Linked DNA regions of Rattus norvegicus: region 2 is linked to region 1. The links are chromatin contacts, called in public Hi-C maps. All regions are on one chromosome and are shown on one strand. The core of a region is the stretch at or near the end of the contact, and the rest is flanking DNA. Distances in the headings are between cores, read along the strand shown. Region 1 holds the start of Myc (MYC proto-oncogene, bHLH transcription factor). Region 2 has its middle 430 kb from the start of Rgs22l.

The links. Hi-C and Micro-C count contacts between places; a contact is called where the count stands out from the background.
Region 2: a contact with region 1 is called in a Hi-C map of psoas muscle, with 2.6 times the contacts expected there. The contact joins the enhancer-like site here to the promoter of Myc in region 1.

The regions. Positions count from the first base shown.
Region 1 is chr7:95,480,115-95,485,631 of GRCr8, forward strand. It overlaps Myc (MYC proto-oncogene, bHLH transcription factor), which reads left to right and starts at 2,991. Exons shown (of 3, transcript NM_012603.2): 1 at 2,991-3,556; 2 at 5,143-5,517. The coding sequence starts at 3,527.
Region 2 is chr7:96,934,819-96,940,335 of GRCr8, forward strand. No RefSeq gene overlaps it. Among named protein-coding and RNA genes, the nearest start is that of Rgs22l, 430 kb to the left of the region's middle. Within about 2 kb of position 3,448, at least 1 of the 93 cell types and tissues checked has an H3K27ac peak or open chromatin away from gene starts, as enhancers often do.

The DNA.
Region 1 (5,517 bases), core at 1,741-4,240:
AAAATTTTGACCTTGTAATAAAATGGCTGTCTAAAATATTCTGGCAGAGGAATCCCACTCTTTCTCTGCGCTAATTGTTTAACCACCCAATTTATAAGCAGTAGGGCCCGGGGTGAGCATCATTAAGAATGTAGAAACCGGGCTGGAGAGGTGGCTCAGCGGTTAAGAGCACCCGACTGCTCTTCCAGAGGTCATGAGTTCAATTCCCAGCAACCACATGGTGGCTCCCAACCATCTGTAAAGAGATCTGATGCCCTCTTCTGGTGTGTCTGAAGACAGCGACAGTGTACTTACATATAATAAATAAATAAATCTTTAAAAAAAAAAAAAAAGAATGTAGAAACCAGGTGCAGAGTCTCAAGATTCAATGTAGCTACTGAAGGGCATGCCCCCCGCCCGGGATTCCATTCACACTTATCAGGGCATAAACCTGGGTGCGGTGAGATGTGTCCTGGGATTCATAAGGTCTTTTGTAAAGAAGAGGAAGAGGAAAAAAAACAAAAAACAAAAACAGTAACACAAAACTAATAAAATAAAACCGTGAGTCTCAGGCAAGCAAAAATTAGTAGTGAGACCATCTCTCAAAAAAACAGCAATAGCAAATAATGATAATAAAACAAGGTGATGATAAATTAATACCCCTGCCTTGCGTTTTGACTCCCCTTGCCCAATAAAATCCAGTGTTCTGCTTTCAAGCTTCCAGCTTAGAACATGATGACAGAGGTGTGGGACCTGGGGGATAAAGCTTGCTCTGCTTTTTACTTCTTTCACATGTATACCCATGAATTATTCACTTTTCCCATCCACAACTAGGGCTCTCTTTTGGGTGAATGTCTGAAAGTAGCCATGGGTTAATTTTCTCCCCGTCTATGCAGCTGGATAGCCACCTCGGAACCACTTTTTCCTCTAGTAATTTCTCTTCCTTTAGCTCCTTGGCAGTCTGAAAGAGTCATTTAAAGGATGACCGGAAGCTTATCTTAGGCAACGAAGCTTCTTCCCAGAACCTGGAAGCCCAGCAAGCAAATGCCCTGCCCCCACCCGACCTCCGCCCTCGTTGGCTTCGCAAAGCTGTGATCTGTGGCCAGTAGAGGGCACACTTTACTTTCGCAAATCCGAGAGCCACAACCCGGGGAGGGGGCGGGGAAAGAGTCTCTGCAGCAAAATGCAGCCTAGGGATTGGTGGCTCTTGGCGTTTGAGGCAAAATCCTAGAGGCTGTAGTCATTTTGCAATCCTTAAAGCTGAATTGTGCAATGAGCTCGATGAAGGAAGATACTATCATCCAACAGCTGAATCCTAAATTGCAAACTCAATGGCTAATGACTACTTTGAACAATGCGCACCTTACACACGCTACACGCTACTGTAGTCTCTTCTTTTTTTAGGGGGTAGCAGTGAGAGGTTTCTTAAAATGCCTTGGGGCGAGGAGTCCTGAATGAGGAGACTGCTTTGGGTTTTGATGCGTAGGATAAGCAAATCCCGAGGAAATATGCACTATATAATAAATCTAGAACCAAAACACAGAGCAAAAGATTCATGTTTCACGTTGGTTAATAAACTAGGTTATCGTGTATATATTAAGTGTGTATACCTTTGGGGACTCTACAAAATGCACGGCATGGTATTGAGGAAAAAGTAAATTGGGAAATTAGTGTAAAAATTAGAGTCGGCTTTTAATTAGTTTAACACACACATACGAAGGCAAAGACACAACGTTACTTTGATCTGACCCGGGCCGACCTTTTTTTAAGTGCATAATTACGATTCCAGTAATAAAAGGGGAAAGTTTGGGGTTTGTCCTGAGAGGAAGGGGTTAACGGTTTCCTTTATTCTAGGGTCTCCGCAGGCTCCCCAGATCTGGGTTGGCAATTCTACTCCTCCCCCTTTCTGGGAAGTCCGGGTTTCCCCCAACCCCCAATCCATGGCATATTCTCGCGTCTAGCGCCTTGATTCCCGCCCCCCCCCACCCCCAACCTCTAAGCCGGAGTCTGGTGCAAACTGGCTCCACAGGGGCAAAGAGGATTTGCCTTTAGTGAAAACTGGCTGTGGAACTGGAACTCTGAGTGGAGGTGCATGGGGTGTAGACTGGCAGAGACTCGACCGGGAGGATCCGGGTAGAGCGCGCCCACCGCCGCAGTCCTACTCTACTCCAGCTCTGGAACGCGCAGAAAGACCTACGGGGCAAGGAGCCGCCTCCACCCCACCCCGCCTGGTGGAAGGTCCGAACGGGAGGTGTTGGAGTGGAGGGCCTTTCTGGCAGCAAATTGGGGGATTCATTCTGTAAAGAATGTGCCCAGTCAACATAGCTGTACGCCCAAACGCAAAATACACACTGCCCTCCCCGAGAGATGCAGTGGCTGTTTATTCCTAAGTGGCTCTCCAAGTATACGTGGCATTGAGTTGCTGAGCAATTTTAATGATTCCAGGCATCGTTTTTCTGCTCAGACCTCATCTGTCGTAGGTCTTCAACTATCACTCCACACTGAGCAAGGGCTCCTACATAACTCTTTTTTTTTTTTTCGTCCTTCCCTTTTTAAATTCTGTTTCCCCGACCTTAGAGAGACGACTGGCCGCCCGAGACGTGCGTGACGCGGCTCAGGGTACACGGCGTATTGTGTGGAGCGAGGCAGCTGTTCCACCTGCGGTGACTAATACACGCAGGACAAGAACACAGTTCAGCCGAGCGCTGCGCCCGAACAACTGTACAGAAAGGGAAAGGACCGACGCGCGAGCAGGAGAAAATGGTCGGGCGCGCAGTTAATTCATGCTGCGCTATTACTGTTTACACCCCGAGTCGGAGTACTGGGCTGCGGGACTGAGGCTCCTCCTCTTTCCCCGGCTCCCCACTAGTGCCCCTCCCGAGTTCCCAAAGCAGAGGGCGGGGGAGCGAGAGGAGGAAAAAAATAGAGGTCGGGAGGGGAGGGAGAAAGAGATTCTCTGGCTAATCCCCGCCCACCCGCCCTTTATAATCCGGGGGTCTGCACGGCTAAGGACCCCCGGGCTGCGCTGCTCTCCGCTGCCGCCTCCGCCGCGCCCACTCCGCTCGCCTCCTGCCTCCAAAAGGGCAGGGCTTCGCCGAGGCTTGGCGGGAAAAAGAAGCGAGGGGAGGGATCCGGAGTCGCAGTATAAAAGAAGCTTTTCGGGCGTTTTTTTTCTGACTCGCTGTAGTAATTCCAGCGAGAGACAGAGGGAGTGAGCGGGCGGGTTGGAAGAGCCCAGTGTGCAGAGCCCCACTCCGGGCTTCCTAGGAAGGCAGCTCTGGAGTGAGAAGGGCTTTGCCTCCAGGCTTGCTGCCTCCTCGACCCAATCCTCCCGCTGACCCAACATCAGCGGTCGCAACCCTCGCCGCCTCTGGGAAACTTTGCCCATTGCAACGGGCAGACACTTCTCACTGGAACTTACAATCTGCGAGCCAGGACAGGACTCCCCAGGCGCAGGGGAGGGAATTTTTGTCTATTTGGGGACAGTGTTCTCTGCCTCTGCCCGCGATCGGCTCCCCTGAAAAGAGCTCCTCGCGTTATTTGAAGCCTGAATTTCCTTTGGGAGGTGGAAAACCCGGTAAGCACAGATCTGTTGGTCTTCTACTGTTTTCTCTACGTCCTGAGTGTAGCGACCGGTTAGAACAGTCTTTATTCAATTTCTGTGCTTTTGACACTTTACTCAGAGTAGTTGGGGTAGGCCGGGGCGGAGTTGAGGTGGATCTGAGTCGGGGTAGAACGACTTGTCAAGATGACAGGAAAGGGGAAGGAAAAAACCGGGGTGCATTTTGAAACTGTCTTCCAGAGGTTACCGTGGGCTGACGCTGACCCGGGCCGGTTGGACATTCTTGCTGTGCTACATTAATTGATATTTATGTCCTTTGGGGGGGGGGGTGTCAAAGCCGGAGGTCTCTTCGCGGTGGCCAAAGGAAGCCCTTCGTATCCTGAGGTCTTTGGGAAAGGGATTACCTTTTGCGTGTTCTCCGCAAAAAGCGAGAAGGCTCCGTAGCCTCTGACTTCCCAGTCTTTGGGAGGGCATTTAAATTTCGGCTTGGTGCATTTCTGACAGCCTGAGACCAACTCGGGGGTGCGTCCCGCCCGCCAATCCCCGGCGGCGATTGCAACCGGTCCCTGATCCTTTTAAGAAGTTGCCATTGGGCTTTAAAAATAGTGATCATAGTAAAATTTAAGCCTAACCCTCCGCGGTATTAGGACTTGGTGTTGGACTAGCGCACTGAGGAGAGGCAAAACTGGGGCAGGGATGTGACCGATTCGTTGACTTGGGGAAAACCAGAGGGAATCCTCACATTCCTGGTTGGGATCCGCGGGTATTCCCCGCGCCCCTGAATTGCTAGGGAGACTGCGGTGAGTCTTGATCTGAGCTGTTCGGTAACAGCTGCTACCCTCGGCGGGGAGAGGGAAGACGCCCTGCACCGGGTGCTGAATCGCTGTGGGGTCTCTGGCGCAGTGGCGTCGCGGTTTAGAGTGTAGCAGGGAGGTGTCTCTTATTATTTGACACCCCCTCCCCTTTGGAGAGGCTTGTTAGAGCCTGAGACTGAGCTCTCCCCTCCAAGTCAGCAATAGGAAAGAAAAGCCGGCAAAGGAAGGAAGGGGGGCGCGCTGGGGGTGGAGAAAGAGGAGGGCGGAGAGGGGCGGCGGCGCCGGCTGGGTAAGAGCCGGGCGACGGCGCGAGTAGGGACCCGGACCCGGTCGGCGGCGCAAAGAGCCGGCACCGGAGGGGGCCGAGCACCGCGGCGCCTCTCGCCTTTCTCCTTCAGGTGGCGCAAAACTTTGCGCCTAGGCTTTTGGCAGACTGTATTCCCTACAGTCGCCTCCCTCAGCCTCTGAAGGAGGCCAAGGCCGATGGCGATTCCTGGGCGTCTGCAGTGCTAAGTCCCTGCTCTAAGGAGGCGGGGACTCGGAGCAGCTGCTAGTCCGACCAGCGTCACTGATAGTAGGGAGTAAAAGAGTGCATTCCCCCCAACCACACACACACACACACACACACACACACACACACACACACACACACACACACACACTTGGAAGTACAGCAGGCTGAAAGGGGAGTGGTTCAGGATTGGGGTACGCGCTGCGCCAGGTTTCCGCATCAACCAGAGCTGGGTAACTCTAGACTTGCTTCCCTTGCTGTGCCCCCTCCAACAGACAGTCACGACGATGCCCCTCAACGTGAGCTTCGCTAACAGGAACTATGACCTCGACTACGACTCGGTGCAGCCCTATTTCATCTGCGACGAGGAAGAGAATTTCTATCACCAGCAACAGCAGAGCGAGCTGCAGCCGCCCGCACCCAGTGAGGATATCTGGAAGAAATTCGAGCTGCTGCCCACCCCGCCCCTGTCCCCCAGCCGCCGCTCCGGGCTCTGCTCTCCGTCCTATGTTGCGGTCGCTACGTCCTTCTCCCCAAGGGAGGACGATGACGGTGGCGGTGGCAACTTCTCCACCGCCGATCAGCTGGAGATGATGACCGAGCTACTTGGAGGAGACATGGTGAATCAGAGCTTCATCTGCGATCCTGAC
Region 2 (5,517 bases), core at 2,198-4,697, 1.5 Mb after region 1:
GTCATTATCCAAGCCAAGCATTTTGGTCATAAATTTTATATCTCCATAGGCACATACCAGAGCATTGCTAATAGTGTTGTCCATATATTTCTACCTTTATCTGCCCAAGAATATGTGTATATATGTAAAGTATAAAAATATAACATGCATTTTAGAAAAGATTAGACCTAGATTTTCTCTTCAAATACTGGTTTTACCAATAAAGTGATTTGAGGAAAGTTTTGAGTCTCGGTTTCTCTGCCTGCAAAGGTGGAAATTTTTTTTTCTTATTAGTCATATTACTTTAAAGTTCAATTAAAAGTATGAGTTGTATGGGTGAATAATACATTTCTGGAAAATGGTGCTACCTTGGAACCATGAAAGTTTAAAACATCCTTACACTGAAAAGTCACAGCATCTGTCATCTTCTCAAAAGGCCTTACAGTTGTGCTCTTTTGGGGGAAAGAGAGCCCCATTCTGAACAGCCAATATCCACCTCCCATTTCCTGTCTAGTATCTTTCTGGAAAGTACAGTCAAGTGGGACAATAAGTGCATGGTTTGAAAGAAACCCAAGTTATTTTGAAAATCTAATTTTCAGGTCTATTCCCCTGGGTGAGCTGTTACATTCATTTAATCCAATGTTTTATGAAAACACACAAAACTGGAACTCTGCTTTCCTGCTCCAGTTGGCTTGCAAGATTCCCTACACCACAATGGCTCTGAGTGTAAATATGAACTGCGTGAAACAACCAAAATGCCCAGTCACTGCAGAAGTACATCATTGAATGGGCCATTGTATACCTGCAAATGGTCATGAAAATCCTTTTCAAGTATGAAAAAGCACCAGTGTTATGATCTTACATGCTAAAGCAGGATGAAAAATTGTGTAGTGTCTATTGACTGTTTATTACCATGCTTTGTCAATCACAAAGAACTCAAGACTGAATAAATAAAACAAGCTGCCTCTTGCTTTTGGCCATTTCTTTACGTGTGCAAGGAATTCTGGGAGGCAGGTTATTAACTCTCCCAGGTCATCATACATATTACAAACGTAGTTCCTGTGAACATGCTGAGTATGTCTTTGTTAAAACTTCTAGAAACTGAAAATCAGTAGAAAATGCATTAATGTAGCTTAAGCTGTGAACATCTTTGCTTAGCCACGCCTACTTTGATGTTCTCAGAGCACTCACATTACCCTTCAGTTGGGGAGAATCATCCCATACAAAGCTTATTTCATGAAACAGTCTTAAATGTGTGATGTAATTTACTGAACATCTGTATTCAAAACACCTCTGGCAACACAATGTACTATAAAGAACCAGGTGTTTTCCCATATTGTCATGTGGCTACTGGGAGTTGTGGCTTACTGTAGCTGACCAGCATGAAGAGTATCACACTACCCAAGGCCAGACCAGAAAAAAATATCAAAAAAGTCCAAAACTAAAATGTCAACTGACTGAATATAACTTCACATCATAAGACAGAAAATTTTCTATCCAAGCCACAGTAAATTGGAGGTGTGTGTGTGTGTGTGTGTGTGTGTGTGTGTGTGTGTGTGTGTGTGTGTGTGTGTGTGTGTATGTGTGTGTTCTTATAACCTTCAGGCATTACCATGATATCATTTCATTAATAAAAATATCTAGCCTAATAATTAAAAACTCTTTCAGTCTAAAACTCAAAGTTTTATATAGCACCATCATCAATTAATGAAACTTAAATTCTTTTTCTAAGCCAACTCTGGTTCCTAACTCACTTCACACATGCCTTCCATAGGAAAGAGATCATAAATGGTGGCTTTTTTGGTATATCTGTGCCCTTCATCTTTCTCTCACTTGTACCTGCCATGGAATCCATCTGCACTGAGGAAAGTCAAAGAAAAGAGAGAGATAAGGAACAGTGTTAGGCTCAAATGATGTCTGGTCTTGGGTTCTCCTGGGTGGCAGAATCACACGACAGATGAGCTCTCAAGAAATGCCCATTGATTCCTCAGGAGTTCCTCACAGGGCCTGTTCCAGAGTCTCAGCTACTGACTCCTCTCTTGCCTATTTCACTCATTCACAATCCCACTTCCTGAACCTCTGGAGGACTGCTACTCTACCAAGTTACTTGACACTTTTAAGTATATCTATTAATCAAAGATATTTTCAAAGTGGTCCAGACCTAGCTCCCTATACCTTCAAATTTCCTTGCACTCCTGGGTTATAACTCTGACATTCCTTGCATGCTGAAAGCTACACCTCTTTGAAGATCTTCTAGAGGGCATACGCCAGAACTCTGGGTTCCTTGCACCTTGACTTTTGAGTGCTTCTCTGCAAACTTGTCCCACTCAGTTTTGGAAAAGGGACAAACACTAGCATCTGGATGTCTAACCCTAACCTTAACCTAACCCAAACCTTAACCCTAACCCTAACCCTAACCCTAACCCTAACCCTAACCCTAACCCTAACCCAAACCTTAATCCTAACCCTAACCCTAACCCTAACCCTAACCCTAACCCTAACCCTAACCCTAAACTTAACTGAATTTTGAGTGCTTCTTTGTATGCCAGGCTTTAGTGAAGGGTGATGGTACCTGACCACAGTGTTACATTTGAGTATCATTCTGAGTGGTTCCACTTCAACCCTTTTGTATCCTTAGAAAAGGCTATCAGTTTTCCCTTATAGTTACCTAGATACATATACATATATTGGCAGTGTGTTTGAAAGCTCTGTAATTAATTTTCAAATACAGCCTAAGTTCTGGATTAGAAGTAATTGTTATAATTTACTAGAACTTATTTCTTTTTCACAAGTGTAACACAATGGACATGTTTAGTATGTTTCTATTTTTCCCCTATCTTTAGACAAATTAATATTCTTATCTCCAAATGGACCATGACTGCCTGTGTAATCATTTAACTAGACATCGCAGCCCTCCATTTTCACACCAGTTTCTCAGCAGTGAAATGTTACCATCTTTGCAATCTTACATTTAGATCAGAATCAAAGTACGTCCAGGATGTGATAAATAAATGTCCAGCTGTCTCACTGTGGCATCCTGGGAAAGATGCCTATTTATCTCCAATTACGTCACCCAGAATGCTGCTTTTTTTTCCTGCCATTTTTTTCATCAGACAGATTGGAGAGTGCACCATTAAGAACAATGAAAGCCACCAGCAACAGGACTCAAAAAGGAACTGTTAAAAAAGGAGAACTAACCCATACTTTGCTCTCTCCTTGTACAGCTTAAACAGGAAAATAAATTGACTTTCGCTTTAATAACAGATACAGTGTTTGCTGAAACAACTGTGAAGGTATTGTCTAAACTGAGACAAAATAGCCTTGGCACCACACCCAATGAATTCAAGTTCTCTAAGGTCCAGGTCCAAAGAAATGGATTTCTGCCAGTGGAGGTTTATAAGAGCTAATGTTGTCAGTGATTTAGAAGGGAAACCTCGTGTTCAACTCTGCTGCCAACTTTCCAGCTGTCATCTTCATAAGCAAAGGGCAAGAAGCACTTGGACTTGGGCACTGTGAGAGCCCAGCTAATTTGGAAGCTGAATCAGCATCACACTAATAAGTAGTAAACCTTCACTGAACACTGATCGTGAGCCTCCACTGCTGAGAGCTGTCTGTGTGTGATACACCACCAAATCTTCACTGGGGCAGTGAAACCAGTGAAGCCATGATGAGCACTGGCTATCAAAAAGTGAGCTCCATGAGATTAAATAACTTTCCTAACTATCACTCAACTTATAAGTGTTAGAATTGGCCTTGGCACTAAGGACTTCCTAAGCCCATAGCCTAAATCTTGGTTACCACTCATTCTGCCCATCTCCAAAGCCCACTCTTTCAGCATGAACTCTGATCCCTTAAGATCTGCTTCAGAGTTTCTCTGTGTGTGGAGAGGTATAGAGGTGGCCTCTGCTCCCCATCACTTCTGTGCTTCTTTTCTCTGATCCTACCAATTTCAGCTCCATTTACAAACCTAGATTTGCTTGCCTCCCATGGTCAGGGAGAGATGGCAGTCTCAGAGTGGCATGGTGACAGACTGGCCTTACCAGTTTACTCATGCCACTGGTGATAAGTCCTTGCTTTTGCTTACTAGTTAAGTTTTAAAAGGTTTATTCCTTTCACTGCCAAATAATTTCCAGCATTCTCTCCTCGCCTTTCCTCCCAGCCCTTGGCCTCCTTACTCTACTCCACTTTGTACCATATGTCCACACACAAAGCCTAATATACAATGAACAGAAGCCAAGATATGGCCTTATGCCTAACACCAAATGATCACAGGCTAGGTATCATACTTTTTGTAACATACTGAAGGTGAAAAGTCGATAGATAGATAGATAGATAGATAGATAGATAGATAGATAGATAGATAGACAGACAGACAAATACAAAATGCAAATTATAGCAAATATGAATAAAGTAAACAGCCATCATTTGTAAAGATATTGATTGTGGCGAATTTGTTCTGTAATGACAGGGTTTAGTGATTTCAATGAAGATAAGTATCCCAATGTCTAAAATATTTTAATTTGGCTTTTTTTTAAACAAAAAGTACTTGTTGATAACACTTGTATTACAGTTCTATCATGTAGTGTCTCAGAGAACTGAACATCCATACTGCTGATTTGGGTATCTTCCATGCCCAAGAATAGGCTCTGTTCTCAGGAGACAGTAAAATGGAAACATAAATGATGTTACAGAGAATTTTAAAGAAAGACTGTATACTTATCACCAAGAATCTTGGCATCTAAAATTATCTCTCCCAATTACCCTTAAATATCAATGTAGAATACTTTGAAAAACTCTTTTACAAAGAAAGTAGTATACTAACCAATCCTGGTGTCAGCAAATTCAGAACCATCTCAATGAAGCAGAGATAGATGCCTGTTCAAGATTCGTTAAGGAGAAAGTCATGTAGAAAGTCAACCAATTTGAGAATATGTGCTCAACTGTAGACATGTGTAACTAACTAATAGAGATTGCCAGGGGGTAAAACAAGAAAAATATTCAAACCTCATTGATTTTTCTTCCCTCTTCCTCTTCTCTACTGGGACATCCTAGTGATAAACCTCAGGGCCTGAAGCCCTGTCAATTCTATGCATGGAGCTTAGCTTCCAGGAAGCAGAATAATATGGAAAATGATAGACAAATTAAAGGAGACAAGGGGAAACATCCTACAGGTGACCCTGGTGACAACCCACATTCATTCTTTAGCCTTTAATTGCCTCACCTGAAAAACAACAACTTTGATTACATAATCTCTACAATGAGCAAACCAGCAGCAATAATAGAAGTGTTGTTAAGATTCTGTTACGTCCTATATCCTCTGGCTGCCATATCATATTGTGAATAGATATATCTCCCTTGAAGAGATAAGAAAAATTGATTCCCAGAAGGATGTCGTAAGACCTTCATTCATACTCAAAGAATGACATTCCATTTCCCTCCTGCATTTTTACTCACCCTAACCCCAACCTATTTTACCCCTGCCTGTTACAACAGTTGCATGGGAGTATTGTTATCATTCAAATTGAAGGTATAGATGAT